Linked DNA regions of Bombyx mori: region 1 is linked to region 2. A link is a contact called in public Hi-C data. All regions are on one chromosome and are shown on one strand. Each heading gives the region's core, a stretch centred on a gene start, on an enhancer-like site or on the middle of the called end of the contact. The rest is flanking DNA. Distances are from core to core; before and after follow the strand shown. Region 1 holds the start of LOC692926 (ATP synthase). Region 2 overlaps LOC101739897.

Region 1 (6,071 bases), core at 179-2,678, 36 kb before region 2:
CATTTACATTGTAGATGTCTATGGGTTCCGGTAACCACTTAACACTAGGTGGGCTGTGAATCGTCCAGCCATTTATGCAATAAAAATAAAAAAGTTGGTAGAGCCTACTTAGGTAAGTAGTATTCTTTAGTTGTGCATTCCAATTTAGTCATTACACCATATAATTGAGACTTCTATCTTATGTGTCAAGATTGGTGCAGTGCAGTTATATCTATTCAATAAAAAATTAAAATATTGTTGTTTCATTGTATATGCCAGATGCATATATCTGGAATGATTGGTATTTACTCCAGGATTTTGTCTTGACCACAGACATGACTCGAGTCCAATGATGGTAAAAAGGTAACACTTATCATTGAGTTGCAGAGATATTCTAATCATGAAGACTTATTTATTCCTGCATGAATTAAACTTACAGTAGAACATGGCTTAAAATATGACAAACTATAATGATTCTCATGACTGAATCCATAACCTTTTAGAACTTGATACTATTGAAAAAGCTTTAAACTATGATTATGTATGTTTTTCTTATTAAATGGACAAAATTCGTTAAAATGAACCTATAAATGTTTATATTTGAAATAAACAAACTTAGTTCTTCCTATTGAATCACTTGTCAGAATCAGCTGTTGACGTATTTTAAATTTAGCAAAAAAGTTTTTTATTCCAATTTTAAACAAAACTAATTAACACACAATAATTCATTTGACTTAAATAATTATGGTGGTTATGACCTGATCAACACGAAATATAGTAGAAGCACTTTTATGTAATACTACAAAACTGACCTTGGGCGCGGCTCCAAGGATCCTCTCTTCGAGGATGGTGGAGATCTCGGCAGCTTTGTGGGTGGTTGAGACATGTAGTTTGCGAGATGCCACGGCCACTGCGGGCACCGCCACCTTTGACACCTGCAGACATAACCAAATGGGTATACAAAATTATGTCACGTAACTTATCACCTTTTATAAAACACACAGTTTAATTTTGATAAACACTTTCCACAAGTACTCTTATTTTCCATAATTTTAATCTCTGCAATCACATAGAACATCGATCGCCCACTTATTACATAACACTGATCTTTCAGATATTTTTTTAAAATTTAATTTTTTAGTATCCGCACACTATAAAAATAGAGAAGATGAATTTATTCTAGTTAAAGAACGTATAGGCAATAGAAAAAAAAAGCCAATTGAAGATAAAATCGACCGACATTCTGATGGTTACATTAACCGGCCGATTTTTGATATTCACCTGAGAATTGTGTTCTTATGCTTATTTGTAATGAAAATATACCTGGGTAGCAGCATTAGGCAAGCGCCTGGCTACAGAGCCAGCAATACGAGCGGAGATCAGCGACATTTTTCACAAACTTATAATTGTGGCAGACGGAAAGCCAGTTACTCCGCTCGCGACTCGTTGCGGTAGAACCGGAAATGACATAACATAGGTAGGTATTGATTTTTCCTCAATGTCTATGGCATAGATAATACACTTAATATTTAATGTCTATGGTATATATGTGTTTTATTCCAATACATACCATTACCGTATTATACAGTGGCACTAGACTACACTAGTCAGTACAATTCCACGGATAGATTAAATTACGGAGGGTAGTACTACGAAGTGCCATCTCAATACATTAAAAAGTGTCTGTCAAATTGCAAAAATGTTCAATTAAAAGCAAAAAATTACAATTCAAAAGCCCACCAAAATAGCAATAGCATTTGTAATGCCGGCCACTCACATGCGGGCAAATATTCGTACATTGTACGAATGTTCGCTCGCATGTGAAGGGACCGTCAAACATTCATTCGCAAACTTAGCAACTGTGCAAATGGGTTCGCATACTCAATTTGCGAACCCGCTTGCGCTCCTACACTTGTTTACGAATGTCTCACGAATTTCTCCTCCTTTTTAATTCGTCAATAGAACATTGAAGAGAGAAAGAGTTTTGAATTCTTTCCCAGACATCATTAACAGCCATGCTGTTTTTATGGGATTTCTTTTGATGAAGATACGCTATACAGTAGACGTCACGAACTATGAAAATGGCGATACGTCCATTACCTTCGCAATCGTCGGCGCCTAAAGGATAAAACGTCCGGTGCATCCGTATGTAGCGGTGCACTGGTGTTCGAATCCCGCAGGTGGGTACCAATTTTTCTATTGAAATACGTACTCAACAAATATTCACGATTGACTTCCACGGTGAAGGAATAACATCGTCTAATAAAAATCAAACCCGCAAAATTATAATTTGCGTAATCACTGGTGGTAGGACCTCTTGGGAGTCCGCACGGGTAGGTACCACCGCCCCGCCTATTTCTGCCGTGAAGCAGTAATGCGTTTCGGTTTGAAGGGTGGGGCAGCCGTTGTAACTATACTTGAGACCTTAGAACTTATATCTCCAGGTCGGTGACGCATTTAGGTTGTAGATGTAGATGCGTTCGGGCAGTTGTTAGCAAATCCCTCCCCTCCTGGCTGAGCCTTTGCTCGCCCACCATCCAGGTGAAACTGGAAAGGCCTCCGGGCAACGGGTAATCCATCAATCATAAAATAATGTGTTAAGTTTAAGTCTATTGTATCACTCTGTAGTCTTAATAAGTGTATTAACTATGGTATGTAGTATATGATTATTCCTAAATATTAAGTGTATTATTTATGGTGAAATATGAAAATGTAAAACTTAAGAATTGGCTGTATGGCTTTGTTCCATTGCCTTTCTCCTCGAGAAAAGCTCTACTTATACTACTAATTACTATCTATGGTGGTTCAGAAATTATATAGAACAGATTTGGCTGTATGGGCTTAGACCTCTTGTCTTTCTTAAAAAGGGAAAATTGTACAAAAAAAATATCTATGGTGATTCTAATCAAAAGCTCTGCTCTAAACAGAAACAGAAAATCATTTATTACATACTTTTCTACTTTTTGGTCTTTGGATGCCGTCTTTGTTTTTAAGTAACAATCGGTGTAACAGTGTGTTAAAATAACAAGACCAACTTTTGATAAGTTTCGAAGTTCCAAATATAAATGACTATTTTTTCAGTGAAATTCAACAAAAATGTATTATTGTTATTGTAATTAACTAAATGAATCTGCAATACCGGCAATGGCTTTGTGGCAGAATGCGTCGTCCGTCATATGGAGATTAGACGACACAGCGAAAATTACATGTTTCATAGAAAATGCTCAGAACATTAACAAACACACCGTAAGCAAAAATCATAAAATTAAATTGTCAAGGTCTATCTAATTTAAACTTATCGCATAATAATATGTATATTAGGATAATTAATATTTTCAAGAGTGAGAAAATTTAAATTTACTTATTAAGATCTTACTTTTTGTATGATATGGTTTTTGGCTTAAAACTCACGTATATGATGATATGAAAACTCTTTAAATTGTACTTGTACTTGAAATATTTTCCACTAAGTCTTAATTTTAATAAACACAATATTGATTAAGTATGTGATAAATTAGAACAGACAAAAAGTTCTGATATTAAACTATGTTGTGTATTGGCCTCTTGATCAACTCCCACTGTTATTTATTATGTGTCAGTATTATCACAATACAATAGTTTCAATCAATATGAAGTGCAGGTGAATATTCTGATGTATTCCAATGTAAAGGTCCTATATGACATCATTCACATGTGTGCAAACAAAAAAGTGATTGAAAAGTTAATTCTTTGAATTTTACTTCAGGAATACATAATTAGGGTTCAAAGAGGCCCCGTCAAAGAAAATATGTGGAATGTATCTCGTAGATATAGTGATTTTGCATCGCTACACTCATTACTGCTGAAATCCAATATAGATTTGCCTCTCCCACCTAAAAAACTCATAGGAAATATGCAGCCTTCATTTATCGCAGAAAGACAAGTGGCATTGCAGGTAAGGAATATATAAATACAGTAGCAGTGAGAACTAAGTCAAAACTTTAGAACTAAAAAATTGAAATATATTAATTACCCAGCAAAATTAGCATTCATGCGAATTTGTAAATATTGACAGGATTTTTTATTAGTAAATATTAGGCACTTGTGGATACAATAATACCACTGACATGTTATGTTGCTTCTTTATACCACAACAATTTCTTCATGTGTGTGATACCCCTCAGGAGGACATTGAGGTTTAGGTCTGTTGAATTTAGATAATCAATTATTTATATCATAATAATTGTTTCAGAACTATTTAAATGAAGTGCTGAAACATCAGATATTAGCATTGTCATTGTCAGTGAGAAGTTTTCTAGATCCAAACAACTATTCATTAGCCATCTCAGGTATGTATAATATTTAACTAGTTTTTTAATATGTACAGAATTATAATACCAAAAGCAAGAAAGTATTTACAAGTAAGACAATATGCACAAAGATTAACTATTTAAAGAGTTTTCTTAACTCCGAGCAAAAAGGATATAAAAACCAGAATAAAAAAGAGGTTTTATTCTATCTGTAAGTTATTATCATGTTATCATATCTCTCTATAACTTTTTTTTATATAAACAGACATAAAAATAAATAAATACATATCGATAAATACATACAATAAAAATAAATTTATTCCTTAAAAATGACAGTGCTAAAACATAAATAATGTAGGAGAGGATTCTGCAATTGCACTGCACAAACAGTGAAAAATCCATCATATCAGTTAATGGGTGGATAAGAAATCTGCAAGCTGGGTAGCTAGGCACCAGGTACCTAAAGTGCTTGACCAGATAAATAGGTGTGTTAGGATTGTGCAGAACAGAATATAGTAATGAAAGAATGTAACAGTAATGATGTCTTGTGTACTGAAGTACTATAATAAATGCTCATTGATTTATATGTGTTGTGGGCATTCTCGATCTAGTTATACATTGATATTACTATGATGATCTCTTTCCTTATTTGCATATAGATATTAACTCAATCATTTTTTCAATTAACATTTAAAGCTATAAGCTGATTAGTGAAATGACAGAAGGAATTAAGTTCATATCGACGTTTGACTAAGCGACAATAACTACTTTTTACATAAATGATAGGCAATAACCATATTCGATGCCAAAAAAAAAATATTTCTAGGTCTATTAAAATAATTTCAATCCTACAGCTACTAGCTAGATTCTACTACAGCTAGATTCGTTAAAATAAATTTTGTTTTTAGGTATTTCAACTTTAAATTAGTCGTAAAGTTCACGCATTGTCGCTTAGTCACTTTTGCCTTTCAAGCGTCGATATGCTATCAATATTTGAAACCTAGTTATTTAATTACAGAGCAATCTCTGCAGACCGTGTCAATAGCCTTGAGGGGAGACTTGCGCTATGAACTAAAAGGACCCATTGCTGATATTGGATGGAGAATAAGGAAACATTATTTTTTGGTGCGTATTAAAATGTGCTTTATTTTCGTCATTATAACTCAGCGGTGTAAGATGTTTTCTTCATCACTACATAGTATAAAACAAAGTCGCTTTCTCTGTCCCTATATCTGTCTGTCCCTATGTATGCTTAAATCTTTAAAACTACACAATGGATTTTGATGCGGTTTTCTTTAATAGATGGAGTGATTGAAGAGGAAGGTTTATATGTATAATAACATCCATTATGTAGTGGCGAAATCAATAATAAATTACAGTTTCCGAAGCGAAGCAAGGGCGGGTTGCTAGTTAAACAATATTTAAGAAGATTCTTTTGCATACAGTTGCATCACTTGAATCAAATGGACCTAGACATTTTTATCCTTGAGACTATAATGACGCTTTAATCATCAGATACAATTAAAAGTTAAACTTTTTGAGTGTCTTCTGTGTTCTTAAGAAATGATTTCGAATAGTTTTAGCATTATATTATGGATAGGCCTACCCAACAAATTCGATCTCATACTAGGCGACAGGATTGACGTTGAGACCTTGAGAGCACATATACAAAACATTGATTATAGTAGCCAACTTGTTTTAATTGCGACGATGCATATCGACAATATTAATAAAATCAAAATTAAAATTATTGTTTTTTTTATGTACATTTGTATATTACATTCTGCTGAGTCGCAGAGTTTA
Region 2 (5,429 bases), core at 2,925-5,424:
AATAATACCCTTCTTATTAAAAATAGAACTAACGACAATTTCAAGGTAGTCCTGTATAATGAAGATTCCTAACAACATTCGGTTGGTCGGACTGCCGGCATTAATACTAGCTCTTATCTTTAATGTATCTTTTTTATTATTGCTTTATTAAATTTATTTAATTTTTATTGCATTGTATTAAATTAACCTTTAAATTATTATTAAAGTGACCCTTAAATTAATATTAGAGTGACCTTTAAACTAATAATAATGATAAAATAACCTTTAAATTAATATTGGTTACTCATATCATCGGTTACCTTTAATTTTGGCTTTCTCGTCTCTGGCTTTAGTTTGAAATATGTGTAGCACCTGAGGGTGCGACCAAATCTTCTGGAGGATGTGGAAGTCTTTCAGGATGCTGTTCTTTGTTTGTTTCCCGTAGTGCAGCAGGTAATGTTTGTACAGGTCCCACTGGCACTGCGTCAGCGCTATGAAAACGGTGTATTCATGTTTCTTGGGCAGATACGGGTAGAGCACCGAAGCTTCTTGCCTTTGTAGGCACCCTTCGAGAACTTTGTGCAGGATGTGCGTGCGAGCTTTCATAAGTCTTATGTCTTCTTGTCTCGAGTCGCGGTGTTGACCGTTCATGATGGGATTTTCGAATCTGTTTAGAAAGAAAAAAAAAACAATTGTTAAAACTTCTCTATCAACCATTCGTAGTATTAAACGGTAGGCAGCGGCTTGGCTCTGTCCCTGGCATTGCTGAAGTCCATGGACGACGGTAACCACTCACCATCAGGTGGGCCGAATGCTCGTCTGCCTACAAGGGCAACAAAAAAAAAAAAAGAATTCTTCAGTATAAAAAACGACTTACATTGCTTTACCAACTCGATAGTTTAAAAATAAATCAATATTTTTTTATTCGGACACGAATGTGTGAAATCAAAATGCTTGGACATATTGTAACAATTAATATAATTTTACGTCAATAGTCTTTATTAATGAATATGGAGAGATATAATATAATAATCGCAGACGAGTTATACTCGCTCACGTGGCCCCGACCGAGAGGTTTTCCTATGTACTATGAACCAGTTACTGATATACATACTTACGAACGTTTAAATATGTACATAATAATTAGATATTAAAGACCCAAATGCAAAGAACAAACAACGAATGTTTTCCTGATGTGGGAATCGAACATGCGACCCTGGGTCCAGCAACGGGGAGGCAAGATATACTTGGGGGATTTCGGTTCTTTCTGCGTTTTGTATCATACATTCCATGGGACGTGTCTTGAGGAAATGTTCGAAATGATCTCTCCATCTCCTTTTTACTGTCGCACTTCCCGCCACCGGAGCAGAGGTCATCCATGTGATCTGCAACCGCTGATTCCACCATACCATCCGGTTCTGAGTGTACTTCTCTCCATGGTGTTTTCAGAGCACTATGACATGTCCTTCTTCAAACGAGGCTTGCGGACAGTACTTAGATGTAGGCAACGACTTCGCAGTGGGCCTTGCGTTTCTGACATCCATGAGTGATGGAATCATTAAGTGAGCAGTATGCTCGTCTGCTTACAAAGGCAATATTACATACCGATTGGAAAACTCCGAGTACGTCCCCAGCAGATTCGGTTTGACGAAATTGACCATGCAGAAATATTCCCTTAGATTATTCTGCATGGGAGTTCCGGTGAGCACTATCCGGCGCCTGGTGGCGACGCGGCTCATGGCGACGGCGAGCACGGAGCAGTCGTTCTTGAGCAGGTGCCCCTCGTCGCACACGATGATGTCGGGCCCGGGGTCCAGCAGGGCGGTGCGGATCTTGTTGACGATGGTCGGCCGGATGTCGTCCAGCTCAGGGTCGAGCGTGGACAGACTCCGGAACAGCTCGTAGCCGATTATAAAGATACCGCCGCCGCTGTACCAGTCCTCGAGTTGGTACGCTCTCTCGTATGTCTTTTTCAGTTTGGACAGTTCGAATACCTGTTGGAATTGAAATAAGGTTTTTGAAGTGAAAACTTCTTAGAATCGTTGTGATTTCAAACCGGATGCAACGGAAAAAACGACAGGTAAGAGACACAAATACAAACCATGAGACAGAAATATACATACTATTTAATACAGTGCCATCTGTGAGATTTTTTAATACTAACGTGTGTATGAAAGCTCTTGTAGTGAATTTTAATTTAGGATTATACGTGAAATTAAAATATCAATTCACAGAGGGCGCTACCTTACAATTATTTACTAATGACAAAATTTTACATATACTTAAGACGTTTAGGATAATTGTATTTTAATTTTGGAAGGTTTCACTTCTACCACGTGTGAATTGCACACATTTTGTTTTTTTTTTTGTAATATTAACGTTACACGAGTATAACACAACACTTGGATAATTATCATTTAAATAGTATCAAGTATTAATTAGCTTCTATAATGATTTTGTAAGTTAAAGTAAATAAGCAAACTTAAATTTCATTACCACTGCAACAACAACAATCAATATTAGAATGTAGTTTCAGATAATTTAAGCTTATCAGAATTAATTACCTGAAGTTTCTTTCTCAATTTACGCGGCTTGAAAAACGTTTTGCATATTTTAGTATTGGTAATTTATATTAATCATTCCTAGGAACGGTGGACGAGCTTACGGGCAACCCGGTATTGGACGTAAATGCCGCCACCCACCTTGAGAGATGATTTCTGGGGTGTCAGGGGGCGCCGGCCTCGGTACTTTCAATAAAATTGTTATTCCTATGCCATTTTGACCGCGCGCTCACTAGAGGGCGCTGGAGTAATGATTGCACACGGGCGCTACAAGGGTTAGACTTGTCACTCATTTGTGCCAGTCTGTACAGTTTTTGTGGTCACCAACGGTTAAGGTGTTTTTTTTGTTAATTTGATTATATACTTTTTGATAAGTACTATACGTTGTACGTGAAAAAAGTTTTGCTTAGATACCTTTATTTGATTGGTTACAGGCCCGATCCATTTGTGGATCTCGTCGACCCAGTTCAGCACGGTCGATAGAGGGCAGCACACGAGCACCCGCTGGATACCGACCCCGGGGTGCGTCAGTACCTTGTTATAGAACAATACACAGAATATATGTTATTGTTATTGATACGAACTGTTATGCGGGGTCTCTCGATTAGGGTTTTAAAAAAGGATTTTTGAAAGAGTTTTCACTTTTATTAGTTCAATTACACAAACAATTAAATTATAGAAATTGGCAGAAAGGAGATATTGTTCAAGACCGCTCCCGATGGGTGACTAAATACGACTGGCTGACTCTCGGTCGGTAACTATTACCAAGAGATTTCTTACTATGCTTACTCAGCATCAGTGGTTATTAAAAAGGATGGAACATCACTTTAACTAACATGGGGGTCTGTAACAGAACGAATACTCCATTAAAACCACTTTCAAGATTGGATAAGGCCACACATTCTAGCCAGGTCTTTTGTTTTGCCTAGTAACCTCGTCGTTATGTTAGCTTCACCGGACGTGTATGCGCTTACGGGGATCAAGTCTGGAAGAATTGGTCAACCCTCGTCCTAGCAAGAGCATTGCTTTCAAGAACCTACTGCCGGATCGGAATCGCAATCCACTGAGAAGACCCGGCAAGAAACTCAGAAGAGATTTCGATTTCGATTTCGAGATTCGATCCATACATTTCACTTTAAAAAAAAATTTCATGCTCATTTGCCGTTGATGGCTACTGGATCCATGACTGACGAAAAACAGAACTATAAGGATGTATGCTTAGTTTTATAAATCAACTAGCTGTACCAGTCCGCTTCGCTGGGAATTTAAAATTAATATTATTATTTCTCACCCCCACAAAGATTCTCATCATTAACGCCCCCGCAACTGGTGTAGGGAGTCCAACACTCATATAAATATTAGCTTATCCATTAAGTACATGTATTTTCTACATGGATACCAAGTTTCAAGGTAATCGGGTGCACGGTTCAGTAGTTATAATGGAACATCCGTAAAGCCACTGTAGATTTATTATATATTAGTATAGATAGTTTAATGTTTACTTCAGGCTTGTATTTGACTCTCGTTTGTAGTTCGCAGACTATAAGATATTAGCGCGGTGTAGACTCACAGTGTGCAGCAGGGCCAGCACCTGCAGCGTCTTGCCGAGCCCCATGCAGTGCGCGAGGATGCAGCCGCTGCCCGGCTTCCCGGCCGCGATGTGCTCCACGCTCTCGAAGCAAGCGTCCCACATGAACTTCACTCCTTCGTACTGTCAAAATAATGTACACTTTAGTTACGAATAAATAATAAGTCAGGTAAGGAAGTCCTACTGGTGGTAGGACCTTGTGAGTCCGCACGGGTAGGTACCATCACCTGGCCTATTTCTGCCGTGAAGCAGTAATGCGTTTCGGTTTGAAGGGTGGGGCAGCCGTTGTAACTATACTGAGACCTTAGAACATATCTCAAGGTGAATGGCGCATTTACGTTGTAGATGTTTATGGGCTCCAGTAATCACTTAATACCAGGTGGGCTGTGAGCTCGTCCACCCATCTAAGCAATAAAAAAAAACATTATTTATGTGAGACTTTTTTAGAGATTCGATAATGAAACTGGAACAGCGACAAAAATAACAAACCAAAATCTGCTATGTGCAAAAACTCTATTTTGATTTTTAACGAGTAAAAAAATTTTCGTGTAAAATCTTATATTGTGGCGGGTAGCCATCACAGAACAAGATATTTCACAGATGCCTGAATCTCGCTTACGACATTTTCAAGATAAGCTTGCGTATATACAAGTTCCGAACAACAACATTCGGACCGTCGGTCTACCGAGCAATATCACCCGCTCGGTGGAAGATCTTTCCTTTGTCGTATATCTCTACAATATGAAGGTGAATTTTTAAGAACTATATCAAATGAAAGTTATAGATCAATATTAAGGCTATAGACACATAACAGTTTTTTTTATACGGTAGATAGGGCTGTGAACTATACGAAAAAGTCAAAAAGTAAAAATTTCAAAAAGTGCACATAGCAGATTTTGGTTTGACAACAACATTTTATAGGATGTGGCTGGTGAGAGAATGCCCCATATACTTCATTGAAAGTTTGAGTTGCATCGCGTGTGTACACGTCCTGTAGACGTTACGGCGTCTATGGGTAACAACCGTTGGAAGTCGCATGGGCGCACCAGACCGTATCTCAGACTTGAAACTAGAAGGCGTTGCTTCGCAGAACGACCTTGCACATTTTTTTTCTTCTTCTTTCCTACCTATGCTGATAGCCTTGAGAGGCTATTTCAGCTTCGCCCCAAGGGGTAGATGAGCTCACGGGGCTCAAACCGGAGTGGTGCTTATACTGGCCCTAGCAAGCGTAGTGCTTGGCAGAATCTACCACCGGATCGGAAACGCGACCCACTGAGAAGATCCGGCGAGAAACTCAGTGG

The links. Hi-C and Micro-C count contacts between places; a contact is called where the count stands out from the background.
Region 1: a contact with region 2 is called in a Hi-C map of whole pupa, with 4 times the contacts expected there. The contact joins the promoter of LOC692926 here to the enhancer-like site in region 2. A contact is called at or near these places in 3 of 7 Hi-C or Micro-C datasets (middle silk gland and whole pupa).

Annotation. Positions count from the first base shown.
Region 1 is chr19:4,150,728-4,156,798 of ASM3026992v2, reverse strand. It overlaps LOC692926 (ATP synthase), which reads right to left and starts at 1,428. Exons shown (of 10, transcript NM_001046768.1): 1 at 1,303-1,428; 2 at 792-914. The coding sequence starts at 1,368. It overlaps LOC101736025 (PX domain-containing protein kinase-like protein), which reads left to right and starts at 2,868. Exons shown (of 11, transcript XM_004933448.5): 1 at 2,868-3,225; 2 at 3,725-3,913; 3 at 4,211-4,307; 4 at 5,287-5,393. The coding sequence starts at 3,124.
Region 2 is chr19:4,118,191-4,123,619 of ASM3026992v2, reverse strand. LOC101739897 reads right to left here. Exons shown (of 21, transcript XM_038017546.2): 9 at 4,111-4,251; 10 at 2,955-3,074; 11 at 1,585-1,973; 12 at 300-646. Among protein-coding and RNA genes, the nearest start is that of LOC101739897, 15 kb to the right of the region's middle. Within about 2 kb of position 4,174, at least 2 of the 8 cell types and tissues checked have open chromatin away from gene starts, as enhancers often do.